Regions from separate parts of the Sus scrofa genome. Here region 1 is linked to region 2. The links are chromatin contacts, called in public Hi-C maps. All regions are on one chromosome and are shown on one strand. Each heading gives the region's core, a stretch centred on a gene start, on an enhancer-like site or on the middle of the called end of the contact. The rest is flanking DNA. Distances are from core to core; before and after follow the strand shown. Region 1 has its middle 20 kb from the start of TOR1B. Region 2 holds the start of ASB6 (ankyrin repeat and SOCS box containing 6).

Region 1 (6,618 bases), core at 2,543-5,042, 110 kb before region 2:
TAGGAACCATTAATTTGGGGGTTCGATTCCTGGCCTTGCTCAGTGGATTAAGGATCCGGCGTTGCCATGAGCTGTGGTGTAGATTGCAGACACGGCTTGGATTCCACGTTGCTGTGGCTGTGGCATAGGCTGGCAGCTGCAGCTCCAATTCGACCCCTAGCCTGGGAACCTCCATATGTGGTACCAGTAGCCCCCCCAAAACAGAAAAACAAACAAACCCCCCCAAAAAACAAAAAACAAAACCAAAAAAGCTGCAACCCCCCAAAAAAAACCCAAATCCCTCGGCTGCTTAAAATCCTCCCGTGGTTCGTTCCCGCTGCTCTTGGGGGCTCAAACCTCCTGCCTGGCCCTGCTGCCCTGCCCTGTGCTCCTCAGCACAGGACATTTGCACATTCTGTGCCCTTTCCTGCAATGCTTTTCCCCTTCTGGAGGGCTGTTCCTCTGGAGCCCTGGTCACGCTGGCTCTCTCATGTATCCCTCTCTGACCATGGAGGGAAATAAATCGCTAAAAAAACCTGGCTTCAGGCCAGGGTTGTGGGCAAGCGTTTTCACCCTGTGTGCACTTCAGGGTACAATAGACCCCCTCTGAACAAGAGAGCCTCTTCCCGCTCTGCTTCCTGCCCCGGCCTGGGAGCTCCAGGGAAGCGACAGCAATCTTCCTGTCTGATTTGTCACTGTGTCCCTTGTACCCAGAACAGGGCCTGGCACAGAGAGGGCACTCAGTGAAGGAATGACTGAACAAATGAATGAATGCAGGAGGGAATGCAAATTTATGAAACTTATTGATGGGCGGTCCCGTTGTGGATCCGTGGGTTCCCAAGATACCGTCTGTGAGGATGTGGGTTCCATCCCTGGCCGCATTCAGTGGGTTAAGGATCTGGCTTGGCCACAAGCTTTGGCAGCTGCAACTCTGATTCGACCCCTAGCCTGGGAACTTCCATATGCCACAGGTGTGGCCATAAACAAGAAAAAAACGAAAAAACCTTATCAACAATGTGAGTCAAAAGTCCTAAGGACATGCTTGCACAGTTTGACCCAGAAATTCCACTTGCAGGAATTTATCTGAATGCACGCAGATGTCCATCTCAGCATTGTTTATACTAGAAAAGCACAGGGAACAACCTAAATGTCCAGCAGTTGGTTAAACACAAAACTGAATTTTGTGTGTGTGTGTGTCTTTTTAGGGCTGCACCCTCGACACATGGAGGTTCCCAGGCTAGGGGTCGAATCAGAGCTGTAGCCGCCGCCTATGCCAGAGCCACAGCAACATGGGATCCGAGCATTGGGATTTTTATTTTATGTATTTATTGATGTACAATTTACCTAAATAAAATACACAGATTTTTTTCTTCTTTTTATGGCTGCTTTTCATTTCCTGTGGCACATGGAAATTCCCAGGCTAGGGGTCTATTTGGCGGTGCAGCTTCCAGCCTACACCACAGCCACAGCAGTGTAGGATCTGAGCTGCATCTATGACCTACACCACAGCTCATGGCAATGTCAGATCCTTAACCCACTGAGTGAGGCCAGGAATTGAACCCACATCGTCATGGACACAAGTCTAGTTCTTAACCCTAAAATACACAGATCTGAAGGGACAGCTCAACATTTTTTCTTTTAACTTATGTAGACATCCCTGTAACTACTACTCAGAGGGGGACAGAAATTTCTCAGCACCCAGGAAGTTCCCTGTGTCCCATGGGGTCAGGACCCCTCCTTCACGCAGAGGTAACTGCCTTTCCGGCTTTGCTGACGTTCTGCCTCTAAGAGCCAGCTTCTCGCTGAGACCTGCTGTCTCTGCATAGCTTTCTCGGGTCCCGTCATCTCTCATCTGGGCAACAGCACCAGCCTCCTCGCTTGTTCCCTCTCCTCTGACACCCCCTGCCCGCCAGCAGTCACCACCCTGCCTGAGTCCACACCACGCCCAGATGGGGAAACAGAGGCACAAGCGGAAGGTCAGGGCTTCATGATGGGAAGGGCAGTGGGCAGTGCAGCTGGAAGCACCTGCAAGATGACTCCCCAAGCTCTCAACCGCTCTACTGCCGCTGCATGAATGAATGAATGAATGAGTGAATGACCTATTACCAGGTTCTCTTTCTCAGAAATACAGCTACCCTGGAGTTCCCCTTGCGGCACAGTGGAAACGAATCCAACTAGGAACCACAAGGTTGCAGGTTTGATCCCGGGCCTCACTTAGTAGGTTAAGGATGCTGTGCTGCTGTGAACTGTGGTGTAGGTCACAGACATGGCTCGGATCCGTGGCTGTGGTGTAGGCTGGCGGCTATAGCTCCGATTTGACCCCTAGCCTGGGGACTTCCATATGCCAAGGGTGAGGCCCTAAAAACCAAAAAAGAAAAGAAAAGAGAAAGAAATACAGCTACCCTTTGGAAAAATCATATGTCCTGTTGCTAAACAGTTGAATTTGAGATCGCTTTCTTGGCTGGGACGAGGAAAGGGAGGAGAAGGGAGGGGAGGAGGGGGAGAGGGAGGAGGAGGTCTCAGCCTTGCTGGACAGAGGGTGACTCTGGAAGGCAGTCTTCCTTCCACTGTGGCACTTTCCCCGAAGACTGGCCTTGACCCCCAGCAGCGGAGTGGCTCTTTATTTACCCAGTGTCTGAACCTTGGCCGTCAGAGGGTTGAGAGGCAGCGGAGGGCCCCCCTCCTCCCCCCCGCAAGGCCTGTGGTTTGAGTGAAGAAGGCGATTGCGTAAAAATGGAGAGCCTTACACAGCCCCGGGCCTGTCCCCTCCTGAGTCATGCTTGAGGGAAGGGAGGAGAAAGCTGGAGCCTGAAGCCCCCTCGGGCGCCATGGTGATGGGTGACATCGCTAAAGTCATCCCCTGCTGAGCTCAGGCAGAGGCACCCGGAGGCGGGTTAAGAGGCAGGAGGGAGCGCGGCCAAGGCTGGCTCAGAGCAACTGCAGGTCTGGGTTGGAGAAAGGTCACCAGGTCAAGTGTCTGTCTTGGAGAGAGAACCAAGAGAACAGAGGAACAGGGCGCCTGTGCCATGGTCCCTGGGACCCTGGGACCCAGAACAGTGCCTGGAACACTGACATGCTCAGGGTTTAGGGGCTGAATGGACGAATGAATGAATGAATGAGTGAGGTGTGTAGCAGTGGTTAGGGATTCCTGGTTTGCTGCAGCTGTGGCACAGGTTGCAACTGCGGCGGGTTTGATTCCTGGCCCGGGAGCTTCTCCTTGCTTCGGGGCAGCCCCCTCTCCCCATAAAAGAGAATGAATGAGGGAGCCATTCATTCTCAAGTTCATTCTGCTCTGCTGGGCCCTTGGGTCCCCCACTTTATTCTGCAACCTTTAGAAATGACTGTCCTGGAGCCTCATGTGTCCCTGGTTCCCACAAGGGACTGGCCCTGGCATTCCGGTCACAGGCCGGCATTTTCACATGCTCCGTGCAGAGCCTGGGTGTCACTGACGACTGGGTGACGATTTGGCATCTGAGCAGGAGCAAGAAGCGCTTTTCCCTTAGTGCCAAGCCTGGGGCCCAAACTGTGCTGCCCCCAGAGCTGGAGCGGGGTGGCTCAGGATGAGACAAGAGGGACAGGGTCTTCCAGGATGGCTTAGCTGCCTGGGTCCCCGGCTGCAGCAGGGGGGGTGGGGCGGCAAGGGACACATCGAATCCTTTCCTGGCTCCAGGTTCAGAAAGCTCTGGCCACCCACCCCCAACAGCCCACGCTCTGGGCTGAGCCATCGATTCCAGCCCACGGGCTACTTGGCTGCGGTTCTGAGAGCGAGAGTCCAGACTGGAAACCTGAGATCTGGGGGAAGGTCGGAGCATCCTTCTGGGCCAATGGGCGATCAGCTCCCTTCCCGGCCACGCCCCTTCCTCCTCCTCCGGCCTCCCGAGAGCCTTCTTCCCATACACCAGATACATATGTATACAGATCTCTCCGTGGTTTAGCACAGCCATTAACTAATTACTTCACTCTTCCAGAATCTCAACTTCCTCATTTCTAAAATGGGATTAAGGAAGACCATGGGCTCATGTGTCTATAAAGCACTGGGCACCATGTCTGCCGGCTAGTTGGCGCTTGCTTTTGTTTTTGTTTTTTAAGGAAGGAGATTCACACTTTATTTCTCCAGTGACATGTTTACAGTTGAATATAAATGAAAGGGCTGCTTGCACGCCAAAGCCAGGTCCTATAGGAGGTTCAGTCAAAGAGGCAAAACCCCCAGCTGGCTCACAAGAGAAGTGTCCACTCCTTGGCCCAGGTTGGGGGACTTTGCCCACCTCGAGTTCACCAATAATGTCTTCAGTATCCTCAGGTGTCAGATCCTCATAGCAGCTGTCGTGTATTTGAACCATTGGTGCGTTTACACAGGTTCAAATAAATGACATGCCACTTCTGTAAGAGTGAAAAATTTGTCAGGCATAGTCTCCCCAACCTTTATCCCAGCTTTTTCTGAATGACCTCAAGCATGCTGTCAGTTTCTTTTTGTTGTTGTTGTTGTTGCCATTTCTTGGGCCGCTCCCGCGGCATATGGAGGTTCCCAGGCTAGGGGTGAATTGCAGCTGTAGCCACCGGCCTACGCCAGAGCCACAGCAATGCGGGATCCGAGCCGTGTCTGCAACCTACACCACAGCTCACGGCAACGCCGGATCGTCAACCCACTGAGCAAGGGCAGGGACCGAACCCGCAACCTCATGGTTCCTAGTCGGATTCGTTAACCACTGCGCCACAACAGGAACTCCTGCTGTCAGTTTCAAAGCCTGCAAGGCGTAGGGGTGCAGGCTTGAAGATGACACGTTCATATTTGAACAGGTTTTTGATTATATGTTGTATAAAGTTGCTACTTCATATGCTCTTATGGGCGGTACTTGCAAAATGTCTGCCGCCTTGTTCATAGCAGAGATGGGCAGCCATGCATTCTGGCTTTGGGCTAAATGCAGGACTGGAAGCACAGCTGCTGCTTTCTGCCCTTTGCGGTAGGTTTTTTTCTTTCTCTTTTTAAATACAATTGCCTCTATCCTCTTAGAGTTTTCTGGTATGAAATCAAACGGAGTATCTGGGTTATTCTCAGGAGTATCTCTGTGCACCAGTAAGCCTCCTCCAGCTCCATTCTGCGTAGCTGTCTTATGCAGACTCCTCACGTGCCTTCCCCACTGAGAGATGAGGCCCTCAGCCACCACCCTGAGCACTGCGGAGAGGAACGCAGTGGTTCCAAACTTGGGTTCCATGGTGGCCCAAACTCTGGGCCTTTCTGGCCACGCCAGGAGGAATCCTGATCGCCCTAGTTAGCTCTTATTACCATTAATCTTGTACATAAGAATTATTATTTTATCACTAAGTTTACTGTCCCGCCTGTGTTCCCAGCCGAGGCTGAAGCTCTGTCTCTCAGCTCTGTCTCTTTCCAGGAGATAAGAGTCAGTTCTCTTTGCCAGGTCTTATGCTTTTCTTGGAGGCAAACTGTCCGGCTCCTCCTTGTGGTCTGACCCTGCTCCGGAGAGCGCTGGTCAGTCGCCGCCAACATGCTCCACGGTGACACACCCATGGCCCGAGTGGCCTTTGATGGGTCCACGTGGCCAGAATCTTGCCCAGAGAATGGCCCGGCCAGAAACATGGAGTGAGGACGGGGCTGCTGGTTGAGAGGGGCTGGTCTAGGCCAATACTCTGCTCTTCTGTGCTAAGGACTGGATTCGGGATGAGGTGAGAGCAAGGAGGCCTTCATGGTGGAGGGGCTGGGGTCGGGTAGTGGGCAGGGGCGCAGTGAGAGGCTTGCATGAAAAATGTCTTACCCTGCAGTACTCACAGACAAGCAGGATCTGAAATGGGCTTCTGTGGGGCCTCGGCTTCTGGGGGACCCCAGAGTCCAGGAGAGCAGCTGGCAGAACAGCGCTAACTAGCTCTGGCTGGTTGTGGGTGATTTTGCTGTTGCTGAGGCAGAGCCACGCTGAGGATGCTGGGATGAAGGGACTTACAGTGAGGATGCTACGGTACAAAAGGAAGCTCTCAGGTGGGAATGGAACACAGGTGAGGATCCCAGGGCTGGCCAGGACCCGAAGCAGATTCACGAGGGGCCTGTGTGTCAACGTTCTTTGCTCAGCTCCTATCACACGCAGCCATTCCCTCGGGGCCCCTGAGCTCAGACTCCTCCGGGGGGCCCAGGCTCCTGCACCAGCGGTTCACCTTTCCATCTCTTCTGTTCTACCCTGGGAGCACCTTTGGGGCGGAGCTCTCCCCAGCTGTGGAGTTCATTGGCCGTTGGCTAGCCTCCCATTGGCTGCCTGTGGTCAGGTGCTCTCTGCTGTGGCCAATCAGCTGTGGCCTTGGTCGTCCTGGACCAGGAATTGCCTGGGCCGGTTTTCCGGGGGAAGATCCTGCTACCTATATGTGTTTGCTGTCGGGGGAGACCCTTATGGAGGCTCAGACAAGGCCTAAATTCTGGGCTCGTCCAGTACAAACCCTGGCTTCCAACCAGCCAGTCAGGTTCCTGGGCAACCCAGCAGCGCCCCCCCCCGACCCCCCAACCTTTCTCCTCGATGCATCTCTCCTCACCTGGTACAGACACATCATTGTGGTTCTCATCCTGCTGTAATTAGTTGGCTACCAGTCTCTACCCCCACTGGACTGACAAACAGAGGGCCAGTGGCCCTTCCACACACA
Region 2 (6,337 bases), core at 2,743-5,242:
GTGCCACACCTGTGGCAACGCTGGATCCTTTTTAGACTGTGCCAGGCCAGGGGTCAAACCCGGGCCACCACAGAGACGGTGCCGGATCCTTAACCCATTGCACCACAGCGGGAACTCCCTCTTGTCGATTTTTAAAAGTGCTTTATATATTAAGGTTACTCCTCTCTGTGCATTGGATAGTCAGAGGGACTCCCAAACTCCCTGGGGAGGAGGAGTCAGGGACAGACCCTGCCAGGGTCTGATCACTGGGTGCTTGGCCCCAGGCCCCCCAGCCTGCTAAGAACGCTGGCGTTGGGTGGCAGGAAGTGGCTGGGCTGGCAGGACAGTGAGAGGCAATAGCAGGGAAAGAAGAGAGAAGGTTCAGAGCTGAAATGAGAGCCTCTGACGACAGAGCCTTAATGGGAGGCAGATGGAGGAAACAGGGGTTGCCCTTACTGACGGGAAGGAGGTCATGGGTCACAGAGCTTTCTAAAGATAGGAGCCTGGGCGACGGGCTGGCGGCAGGGCTGCTCCACTGTGTGGTGCCCAAGGGCTGTGACAGAGCAGGGGCCAGCTCCTCTCTGCGGCATGCCCGGACCCTCCCAGGGCCAGAGCCGGAGAAGCTGCGAGGCACTTGAGCCCTGGAGGCCAGGTACATGGAAGAGTCCCCCAAACTGGGGTTACAATTCCAGCCTAGCTGTGCAACGTTGGGCCGGTACCCAAACCTCTCTGAGCCTCAGGTTTCTTGTTTGAAGAAAAGGTGTTAACACCATCATCGGCTTAGCAGGGTGTATGAAGAGCAGTATGTCAAGCGTTTCGCACAGGGCCTGGCACATCGAAAGGGCTCAGTATGTCAGGTTAACTCGTGATTGTCACTGTCCTAAGCACCAATGATAGTTCTCTTGTTGCCAGAGACCGTCGGTGACACCAAAGACCTCTTTATTGACTCCAGGACTCTCAGAGCTGAAGGGCCTTCAGGTTACAGGTGGGGAAACTCTGGGTGAGGCCCAGAGATCAGAAGGGCCAGCCTGGGGTCACCCACTGAAGCAGCGTTATTGTGTCCACCAAAGAGACACATTCAAATCCTAACCCCTTGAAACCTACACCCGTGATCTTATCTGGAAATAGAGTTTTTGCAAAGGTAGTCAACGTAAGATGAGTCCAGGAGTTCCCGCTGTGGCACAACAGGATTGGTGGTGGAGCACCAGGACGCAGGTTCGAGCCCCGGCCAGGCGCAGTGGGTTAAAGGCGCTGGTGTTGCTGCAGCTGTGGCGCAGGTTGAAAGCATAGCTCAGGTTTCATCTCTGGTCTGGGAACGCCACAGGCCTTGGGGCGGCCGACAAAGAAAACAAAAAAGTGAGTTCATTCTGGATTAGGGTGGGTCCCAAACCCAGTGACTGGTGCTATTTAGAGAGGACAGGGAGATTAGGACAGAGACACAGACACAGGGAAGAAAGCCACTGGAAGACAGGGGTAGGCAGGAATTCCCTGGGTGGCCCTGCGGGTTAAGAAAAACCCGCATACCCGGATACCCGACTAGTATCCATGAGGATGCAGGTTCAATACCTGGCCTTGCTCAGCGGGTTAAGATTCCACTGTTGACGCAAACTGCTGTATAGTTCACAGATGCGGCTTGGATCCGGGGTTGCCATGGCTGTGGCTTAGACAGGCAGCTGCAACTCTGATTCGACCCCTAGCCTGGGAACTTTCATATGCCTCAGGGGCAGTCTTTAAAAAAAAAAAAAAAAAGACAGGTGGGCAGAGATTGGGGGGTGATGTCACCAAAAGCCCAGCAGTACCTGGGGCTGCCAGAACCTTCCCCCAACCCCAGTTCTGCCACAGACCCCATCTAGCTACTGACACACGCTTTTCCCTTTACCAGGCCTCTCAGCCCTGCGCCGTGGAGCAAGTCACCCAGGATCAAATAGGGCTGTGACACCTTTAGGTCGTCTGGGGGCTGCTGTGCCCTTCAGAGCCTTGACCAATTGGAGGGTGGAGGGTGGACCCTTCAAATGGGAGCAGACATTCCCCGACCCCCCAGGGTAACACCTGGGGAGACTGAGGCACATTGGAGCAAATGCCACCTCCAGATGCGCTTCATTGCCAGACGGGAATATGGGCCCGGGTGTCGGATCGCCTGGTTTTACAGGACAAGCTGGAAATTCTCCATCTCTGTGTGAGCAGTCTCCCAATTTCACTCCAGGAGAAGAGACTTCCAGGATCAAGAACCAGGGCAGGAGTTCCCATCGTGGCTCAGCAGTAACGAATCCGATTAGTATCCAAGAGGATGCAGGTTCAATCCCTGGCCTTGCTCAGTGGGCAGTGGGCAGTGGGTTAAGGATCTGGCACTGCTGCGAGCTGGGGTGTAGCCTGGCAGCTGTAGCTCTGATTCAACCCCTAGCCTGGGAACTTCCTTATGCCCTAAAAGGCAAAGAAAAAAAAAAAAAAATGAAGTGTGCTGGGAACCAGGGATGCTGTGGTCTCCTGGCGAACCTAACCTGGGCTGCCCTACTCCTCTTCCTTGCTCCTTAGGCAGTGGGATGGAGGGACAAAAGGAGGGCTTCTAAGGCCTGATGGGGATTTTTAATAGCTTGTCACCTGATCCGCACAACAACCTTATAAACGGAATCATAAGTGCAGTGAGCAATTATCCAGCCCCTGTTCGGTCCCCATAGCCGGACTGAGGACGCTTTGGATTGGGCTTTCTTGCTAAGACTGTTCGGCTCTTGGGGGCAGGGGAGCCCTTTTCTACTCATTTTTTATGTTTAATCATAGACACATGCGGTTGGCTTTAAACTTGTCTCTAAACGTTTTCTACTTTCCTCAACAGCTCTGGTCTCTGGCAGGTGCTGGACAGGAGAGGCTCCTGAGTCCACATGGGAAGGGGTGGGGGCTGGTGAGACCCAAGCTGCCATGTGAACGGCTGGGACTGGCACACCTCTTCATAACGGGCTTTCCAGAATCATGAGGTCATCAGGGGCGTTCCCGTTGTGGCCCAGTGGAAAACGAATCCGACTAGGAAGCATGAGGTTGTGGGTTTGATCCCTGGCCTCACTCCGTGGGTTACGGATCTAGCATCACCGTGAGCTGTGGTGTAGGTCACAGACACGGCTTGGGTCTGGAGTTGCTGTGGCTGTGGTGTAGGCCTGCTCCAATTTGACCCCTAGCCTGAGAACCTGCGGGTGCAGCCCTAAAAAGCAGGGGGGACAAAAGTGAAGTCATCAGGGCTCCCCTGTGGGCCTCGAGGTTGCAGAGGTTAAATGTGAGGCCCAGGGGTAGATACCTAAACTCCAGAAAAGTACCCCAGGCCCGGTCCCCTTCCTGCTAGGCTACACTTCCACCCACAGTAACAGAGCTCTTGGTCTAGGATCTTGCATGGGTTTGATTATCCCCATTTCACAGATGAAGAAATTAAAGTTCATTGAGTCCATCAAGGCAGAGAAAGGGGAAGAAGCCCCCAGCTGGCAGGGAGAGGAGCTTCCAGGGGACAGAGGCTAAGGAATTGCCCCATCGCCCGTCAGGGTGGATGTGGTCCAGTCGGCGGGGGCGGGGGGGGGGGGGGGGCAAGAGCCAGGCCAAGCCGCGGTCTGACCCAAGCTCAGGGGGGCCAGGGGACACCTGGAGTTCGAGACCCCTCCACTGCCGCAGAGAGTTGGGCAGGGGTCCGGCCGCTGTGCGCAACGGGCGGAGTTCGGACGGCGCCCAGCGGCCGCGGGCGGGATCGCAGGGTGGAGCCAGGCCGGACCGGGAAAGGGCGGGCCAGCGAAGGGCTGGGATCCCGGTGGACTGCAGGTCGGCGCCCTCCATTCTCCAGGGACCCCCGCCGCACAAGATACCCCCAAATCGCGCTCCCGAAGGCGCTCGGTCCTCCCGGACGGCAGAGGGCGCTGTCACCCCGACTCTCTTTCCTGGGCCGGAGGGACCGGAAGTGCAAGTGCGAGAGTCACTTCCGGCGCGGAGCAGCGGGTTGGGCTGTGTATGAGGCCGGGTTCGGGGACTGGACCAGTAGTGGCCAAACCTGGCCAAGACCGCGGCTGCCGGAACGCTCGCAGTCGGCGTCTCGGCCTCAGCGGAGGGTGCGGCCGCCGCAATGCCGTTCCTGCACGGCTTCCGGAGGATCATCTTCGAGTACCAGCCGCTGGTGGACGCGATTCTGGGCTCCTTGGGGATCCAGGACCCTGAGCGGCAGGAACCCCTGGACGGGTAACTCGCTCCCTGCCCCCCTCCGACTCGGCACTGCTCCCCCTTCATTGTCACGACAAACATGGCGGGGCGGGCGGTGTCCCCACCTAACAGATGAGACCGAGACGCGCTGGGGGAAGGGTGCTCCGGGCCAGCGCCCGGAGGGCTGGAGGGTGCGGTGTTTGCAGGGCCTTCGCCTCAGGGCCCCACCCTGCACCCTGCCTGTCATGTGCCCTCCACCTGGAGTTGCAGGGCAGCCGGGTGGCATCTGTGAGCAGTGCGAAGTGAGCTTTCTGTAGCCGAGTTTGCAATTGTACATCCAGGCGCGGGTCTATCCGTGAATCTCTGGGAAGGGTGTTAGAAAGTGAATCGTTTGCGGTACATCAGTGAGCTAAACAAACTCCCAGCCTTCACGATGCTTATGCTCCAGAAAAGAGAGACTGACAATCGTTAGTAAAGTGTTTAATGCCTTAGGTGGAACAGAGGAAAGAGGGATCAGGTGTCTGTTTCTGGGATCAGCTGGAATTGGCGGGGAAGCTGGGTGGGTTGGGGCAAAGGTGCAGAAGGCTTTGCTGCTCTCAGCCTTTGGAAGACGGGGAGGCTGACTGACTTTGGGTGTGAGCAGGCAGGAAGTCTGCTGACTGCCCTGGGCTGGTCCCGCAGTGTCTGGTTCTCACTCTTGGCCACAAGGGTTCCCTTCAGTGCCAACAGTCCAGGTGTATGAGGCTTTGTATCCATGCCAGGGGCCAGATTCTCTGGGCAACATGGAAGGAGGCCGAAGACAACCCCTGTCCTTTCTTGGTAAACCCGAGGCATCTGCTCCAGTAGAAGGATCCAGCTTGGCCCTCTCTCTGCCACAGACCTTTTCTGAAGAGACTTTCTGCCCTGCCTTGGGGGAGTGATTTGGGGGGAGACGGGGGGAATGACATCAGGAGACCAAAGGCCACCCACCCACAGGGTGCCCAGCCAGCTGGTCCCACAGCTGTTCCCACCCTCAACTAGTCCCCCCTCTCCTGCCCCAGACCCAGTTATGTCGCGAGTGAGGAGAGCCGGATCCTTGTTCTCACTGAGCTGCTGGAGAGAAAGGCCCACTCTCCCTTCTACCAGGAAGGCGTGAGCAACGCCCTGCTGAAGATGGCCGAGCTGGGGCTGACCCGTGCCGCTGACGTTCTCCTGCGGAATGGAGCCAACCTCAACTTTGAAGGTCAGCTGGAGCCCAGAGGACCTGGGGTGATAGGTGGCTTAAGTGTGGCCCTGCTCTGGATGGGCGACCAAGCCTTCAGGCTTTTCTCAGGAGCTACTTGCCTCATTTATTTATTTCATGGGTGGTGACCAAGGACAGCCACACTGGGTGGCCTCCCGTCCCCTTGTGGGCTTTCAAGTGGCCCTTAGCCACCTCAAGTCCAAGAGCGAGTTTGTCGCTGTTTCTACCATGAGATTGACTTAGCAGACTCCTCCCAGCTCCCAGCTAAATCGCTTCCATTAATGTGAAAAAGTGGCTGCTGGCACTGTGCCCAGAGCTAAGTAAGGAAAAGTAATTTTCTGCCACTCATTCTGAGGCATCTTGCATTTTTGTTCCTGTCATAGGGAGAGGGGAAAACGGAGAAGACACATTAAGCATAAATCACAGCAGAACCATGCTGGCATCTAGCTTGTGTGCTGGGGGATGGAGACGGGGCCATTTTCGGGGGGGGGAGGTCAGCCAGGAGACTTGCAGACCCTGACTTATAGCCACAGGGGTTTATTTATTTATTTTTTTTTCTTTTTAGGGCTGCACCCGTGGCATATGGAAGTTCCCAGGCTAGAGGTCAAATCAGAGCTTTAGCTGCGGGCCTATGCCACAGCCCCAGCAACGTGGGATCTGAGCCAAGTCTGCGACCTGCAGCTCACAGCGATGCCGGATCCCTAACCCACTGAGCGAGGCCAGGGATCAAACCCTCATCCTCATGGATCCTAGTTGGGATCATTAAAAACTGAGGTTCCCCCGACACGGGGGGGGTTTCATGGTGACACAGGATGTGGCCAGGATGTCCCCCCTCCCCGGCGTAGGACAGGCTCTGAGGCTGCTGGGCTCCTGGAGGTTCAGAGAGCTGGGGTGGGGGAGGGATTTCCCTGGTAGTCCAGTGGTCAAGATTTGGCTTTTCCACCACCGTGGCCTGGGTTCAGTTCCTGGACT

Evidence for each region. Hi-C and Micro-C count contacts between places; a contact is called where the count stands out from the background.
Region 1: a Hi-C map of skeletal muscle shows a contact between it and region 2, with 2.9 times the contacts expected there. The contact joins the enhancer-like site here to the promoter of ASB6 in region 2. A contact is called at or near these places in 16 of 47 Hi-C or Micro-C datasets (alveolar macrophages, brain, embryonic fibroblasts and 10 more) and 1 of 2 datasets of contacts at active chromatin or transcription factors (skeletal muscle).

What each region holds. Positions count from the first base shown.
Region 1 is chr1:269,943,230-269,949,847 of Sscrofa11.1, reverse strand. It overlaps the pseudogene LOC100521599. Among named protein-coding and RNA genes, the nearest start is that of TOR1B, 20 kb to the left of the region's middle. Within about 2 kb of position 3,792, at least 35 of the 83 cell types and tissues checked have an H3K27ac peak or open chromatin away from gene starts, as enhancers often do. A contact at or near this core is called in alveolar macrophages, embryonic fibroblasts, omental adipose tissue and 2 more, where this site is marked.
Region 2 is chr1:269,831,861-269,838,197 of Sscrofa11.1, reverse strand. It overlaps ASB6 (ankyrin repeat and SOCS box containing 6), which reads left to right and starts at 3,992. Exons shown (of 6, transcript NM_001099937.2): 1 at 3,992-4,182; 2 at 5,184-5,365. The coding sequence starts at 4,070.